2 separate regions of the Hordeum vulgare genome follow, and region 1 is linked to region 2. The links are chromatin contacts, called in public HiChIP or PLAC-seq maps. All regions are on one chromosome and are shown on one strand. Each heading gives the region's core, a stretch centred on a gene start, on an enhancer-like site or on the middle of the called end of the contact. The rest is flanking DNA. Distances are from core to core; before and after follow the strand shown. Region 1 holds the start of LOC123448523 (CLK4-associating serine/arginine rich protein). Region 2 holds the start of LOC123448522 (UDP-arabinopyranose mutase 1).

Region 1 (2,700 bases), core at 34-2,533, 600 kb after region 2:
TAAAAGCGGCTACAGTTCAAACGAGATGAAATACTCTGAAAAATGAGAGTTTTGCTATCAATGAGCTTCTACAACTATGCCAGAAGAATAAAATTTAGCTAATTTTCTAGAGCAAGCATGGAAATTCAGTAAGCTCCAACATTATTATCAGCATGTGCAAAACCAAATTCCTGGTTTCCTGCAACACATGGCCAAAACTAAATATTTACACAATATAAAATCTGAGCACCTACTAAACCAATCACAGCTAGAAACTGATCAAGCTATGCCTCAACACATGGCTGAATCCAATCTATTACGAAAAAAATATTTTGTCAACTTCTGCACACCATCAAACCGGCCCAGTCAACTCCTTGGAAACAGAAACGAAATCCTATGCACCAATAGTCAGGGTACTAACTATTCATAGAAGAGAGGAATTACAGAAACGTAACAGATATAATCCCTGCTTGGAATCGGTGTATATTACCGGTCACAGTTACCATCCCTGCTTGGAATCGGTGTATATTACCGGTCACAGAAATGTAACAGATACGATCCCTGCTTGGAATCGGTGTATATTAACGTAACAGATACACCTGTATTTATTTTACGCCTGTATATTACCGGTCACAGTTTGATTTCCACCTACAAAAGAAACGACGGATGAAGGGCTGTATATTTTACAGGTCGTGTAGCTCTCCAAAACGACAATCCAAACCGGTGTACAGATACTGGTTTACTACAAACACTTGCAAGAGGAATCTATTCGTTGCACAATATCATGAAACATAATCTGCATCTATTAGACGGCACTGCCGATCCATCAGATGGACAGCTAATTCGACTAAATCCAGCATGCTGATGTCATAACAAACAACACAGCCCATCACGTTATATCAACTGGACAGACGGAGTGTGCGTGAGAGAGCGGCGGTACGTACAATCCCCGCTGGTCCTCTGTGGCCTGGTATAGTGAGTCGTCGCGGTGGACGCGGCACCGGGCGCCGGAGACCTGGAGGGACTGGTGCGGATCGCCGCGGCGGCGGGCGAGGTAGGCGTAGCGCCGCTGGGCCCGGCGCCGCGCACCGTCCATGAGGTCGTGGACCTTCCGCTCCGACCGCCGCGCCTCGTGCCACATCGCACCCCCTCCTCCCAAAATGTTCAGGAAGCTTCGGGGAGGCGGTTTTGTATTAACCTAAACCTAGACGAAGGTGCCAGAGGATGCCCCGCTTCGATGGAGCGAGAGAGGTGACCAGGATGCCGAAAGCCCACAACCGTGAGGGCTCCTCAAGCTGCATTAGGTCTGTACCAATGCAACGTTTATTAGCATAACACTAGTAATCATACCCGTGGAGATAGAAAATGATGTAACAGCCCACAAAATAAGCTAACACTGGACATGTATGATAAATTGTGAATCAAAATAAGCTAACACTGGACATGTATGATAAATTGTGAATTTATCTTACTATCTATCCATGTCTAACTCTTCTTTTTAATGGACATAGTATTACGCATGTACTCCCTCCTTTTCGGTTTATAGGGCTCAAATCTGAAATCTCATCAACCAAGGTGAATTGTAAGTGAATGACACTAGTTTAAACTAGTCAATGAAATATTTCTCACATATTCAATTTCCAAGGCAACAAATGTAGCATCCTTTCTTTCATTGGACTTGCATGATGGATGTAGAAAACGATGCATGCATAGCCACTCATCTCCTTTTTCTAAACTCTATGAATTAAATATGGTGTGAGACTCAAAGCACTTTAACTCACTTAGACTCAAAATGAGCCTAATATAGTAGAAATCTGGAAATTTTAAGATGAGCCCTATAAACCGAAAAGGAGGGAGTAGCTTTCTTTCAGGATTATGGCCCAAATTCTCTATGGTTTAGTTATATACTTCCTCCGTCCAAAATTACTTTGTCGCATAAATATATAAATTGAATGTATCTAGAACTAAAATACATCTAGATATACCCATTCCAGGACAAGTATCTTCGAACGGAGGGAGAAGCTCACACCATCCATCGTATACACACAGGCTAATTAGGCACGTATATCTTCGTATCAAACAACGGTGCTCCCTCTTGTCGATTTCGGACTTGGCTTGCCTCCACGGTGCATGTGAGCGTATATAAACAGGTGGGATTGTTTTACGGGAGTAAGGTGGAACTATGATGTTAGTTGTACAAGCAATCATCAGAAGTGCAATCATGCATGGTTCAAGTTCTGTTGGGCGCATTGAATTTTTGCCTTTATTAGCCAGTCTTTCATTTTTTAGGCAAATTAGCCAACCTCTCACGTCTACCCCAAACTGACCGCCTAATCAAAGCCCAAGAGTGGGTAAGAGTCCATCAAACGGCCGACAGCCAAGGCCCAGCCTAGGTCGACCTCCTCCTTATCGCTTCTGCTAGTTCCCTTCCCCACCTCTTCTCATTTCTTCATCGTCCTTTTCCGTCGACCTCACTGGCTCCCGCGGCCCTGCCTACCTACTGTCGGGTCCCTAAAGTGAGTAGCCACGCCCGTCATTGCGGACGTCCTCAACAACCTCCGCTTCGCCATGGCAAGCATCTTCACTCACCGACGACCACCTCTTGTCACCCGTCTTACCTCCAAGCTCTTGTGCTAGTGCGTACCCGACGTTGTCCCATCCACGCATGCCTCGACCGCCTCCAGCATGCTAAATTCAAAGCTTGGGCTTGTGCAGCCTAAA
Region 2 (2,700 bases), core at 198-2,697:
CTGACACAACCGAAGACAACAACCAAGTAACACATAAACCGCGTACACCCAAATAACCAAGTAGCTAGAACTGGCCAGGATAACCAAATGATAGGTGATTGAAAAGCCAGGGCAATCGCCTTTCCACTAGATGAGGCGACACACAAGAGGCGAGGGCGGCATGACATCTGGCAGCCTATCTGGCAGCCAGAAATAAGTCCAGACGGCGGAATCAAACAACAAGGTGGGCACAGTGTCCGGCCAGACGCTTCGCGAACGAGCAAGGTCACATACGTGGTGCGATCCAACGTGCGAGCTTCCCACGCATCATGAACCTCCCACAAATTCATGTAGGTACGAACACTCGCCTCACGCGCAAAAGTGACGACGTGAAGGGCACTTCCAAACACGGACGCCCTCCAACATTTTCCATAGATGTATAATATGATTAGCTAGGACTTAAGAAAATAAATAAATACCCCCTTTATTTCTAAATATAAGTCTTTTTAGTGATTTCAATAAAGACCGCATAGGGTTGTATATAGACGTATTTTAGGGTCCAAATTAACTCATTCTCATGCATATGTAGTCTATATTAAAATATTTTAAAAAACTTATATTTAGGAATGCAGGGAGCAGAACACATCTAAGGGCATCTTCAATAGTCGTATGATCATCCTTGGTAAAATTGTCATATAAACAGTTTTGATGACATGACACATAATAAAAGAAGAGAGATAATGAAATCGTATGATCTTGAAGCAACAGTTCAGGCACAAGCTCTAAGGCAAGCATGATCATTTTCTTCAACATTTAGTGGACCCGCTTAGTTGTTTTACGTACAATTAACATATGCTTCATTAGGGCATCTCCAAGGCTACTCATAGTGGAAAGTATTATATACTAGTATCACACATATAATACTAGTGTATGATATTATTTTCATAGTGCATAGTATCATAGAGTAGTATCATATATACTCTTATTTATTATCATGCATGATACAAAGTAGCATAACATTTAACATGATACAATATCTACCTATGTTACTCCAACCTTCTCTTTCTTCTTTAATTTTATGCCACATCAGCATGTTTGCTATTTCCGAGTGCGTGTTACGAGCTAATATACCACCACTATGGACAACCCAACAGTCGTATGACCACCGTTGGTAAAACAGTCACATAGAAAGTTTTGACGACATGACACGTAATAAAAGAAGATAAATAATGAAATCGTATGAACTTGAAGCAATGGTTCACACACAAGATCCGAGACAAACATGAACATTTTTTCAACATGTGTTGTTGTGTGTTAATGTGGACATTTATATCAACGATTAAACATACATACTTTTAAAGATGCTTTTAAAAAGCTTGTATGATGGGTTTTTGTTTACTCACGTGGACATTTATATGAACATTGAACATAAAGACTATTGGTATGGAGAAAGAAAAGAGAGACGCACATAGAAAGGCAGGCATCGGTGGACAAGAAAGTCTTCTTCATCGTGGAGCGCTATATAACCCCCTAATTTTCCAAGCCCAAACCCACACCTCTCTCTACTCCCCCACCCCTATCACCGCCTGCTGGAACAGCTAGATCCAGGGCTCGAGATCGAGATCCCCGGCCAGGAAGCAATGGCAGGGACGGTGACTGTGCCCGGATCGTCGGTGCCATCGACGCCGCTGCTCAAGGACGAGCTGGACATCGTGATCCCGACGATCCGCAACCTCGACTTCCTCGAGATGTGGCGCCCCTTCTTCCAGCCGTACCACCTCATCATCGTCCAGGACGGCGACCCCAGTAAGGCCATCAAGGTTCCCGAGGGCTTCGACTACGACCTTTACAACCGCAACGACATCAACCGCATTCTCGGCCCAAAGGCCTCATGCATCTCCTTCAAGGACTCCGCGTGCCGCTGCTTCGGCTACATGGTCTCCAAAAAGAAGTACGTCTTCACCATCGACGACGACTGCTTCGTAAGTTCTTTCTAACTTTCGCTCTGTGCACAACTCCAAATTACTCGCGTTTCATAGTCGCTCTTGCTGGTGATTGTTCGAATTCTGCGGATCTATGGGAAAATTGATTTTTTGTCCTGGATCTGGGTAGCCTTGTTCTAATTTCTCCAGATCTGGCTTGATCAGATCTGGATCTAGGGACCCGCAATCAGTCACTTCAACAATAAAGAGTATCCTGTCAGATCCTGAGCCGTATCAGGTTTGAGCAGGAGCTGCTCCCGGGACACGGACAAGCAGCCCTCGGCCTTGCTTGTATTGGCCGGTAGAGAATCCACTGAAGTGGTCTCTGTGATCGTGTATAATTAATTTTCTCCAACTGATGCATGTGTCAAGCAGCCCATCTGTTCGTTGTTCGTTAGCAGTTTGTCCTTAAGAGGTGAACAGTCTTTTTTCATTTGGGTAGAGGTTCTAGTTTATCTTCTTTTTTCATTTGGTTAGAGGTTCTAGTTTATGTGCGGTTGTGGAACACGGGTTGGCCGATTCAATTAGTAACGAAACAAAGCATTGAGAGTATTTAGTGTCACTTGGTCCATGATATTTAGTAAGCACCGTTGTATGTCAATTTCATTATACTCTCTGTACGTAATCCGATTGTAAAAGAACTATGTTTCTACCTTGTGAGATCCACACCATGTGGTCTCCACTAGATCTTGCCTTTCCTGATGAAGCAATCAAGTGGGGGTGAACTGTTGTATTTTTC

The links. HiChIP or PLAC-seq counts read pairs in DNA pulled down with a chosen protein or histone mark.
Region 1: a contact with region 2 is called in an H3K4me3 HiChIP or PLAC-seq map of embryo, with 6 times the contacts expected there. The contact joins the promoter of LOC123448523 here to the promoter of LOC123448522 in region 2. A contact is called at or near these places in 1 of 6 Hi-C or Micro-C datasets (seedling) and 1 of 1 datasets of contacts at active chromatin or transcription factors (embryo).

What each region holds. Positions count from the first base shown.
Region 1 is chr4H:292,778,481-292,781,180 of MorexV3_pseudomolecules_assembly, forward strand. It overlaps LOC123448523 (CLK4-associating serine/arginine rich protein), which reads right to left and starts at 1,284. Exons shown (of 13, transcript XM_045125443.1): 1 at 924-1,284. The coding sequence starts at 1,120.
Region 2 is chr4H:292,174,879-292,177,578 of MorexV3_pseudomolecules_assembly, forward strand. LOC123448522 (UDP-arabinopyranose mutase 1) reads left to right here and starts at 1,448. Exons shown (of 4, transcript XM_045125442.1): 1 at 1,448-1,961. The coding sequence starts at 1,620.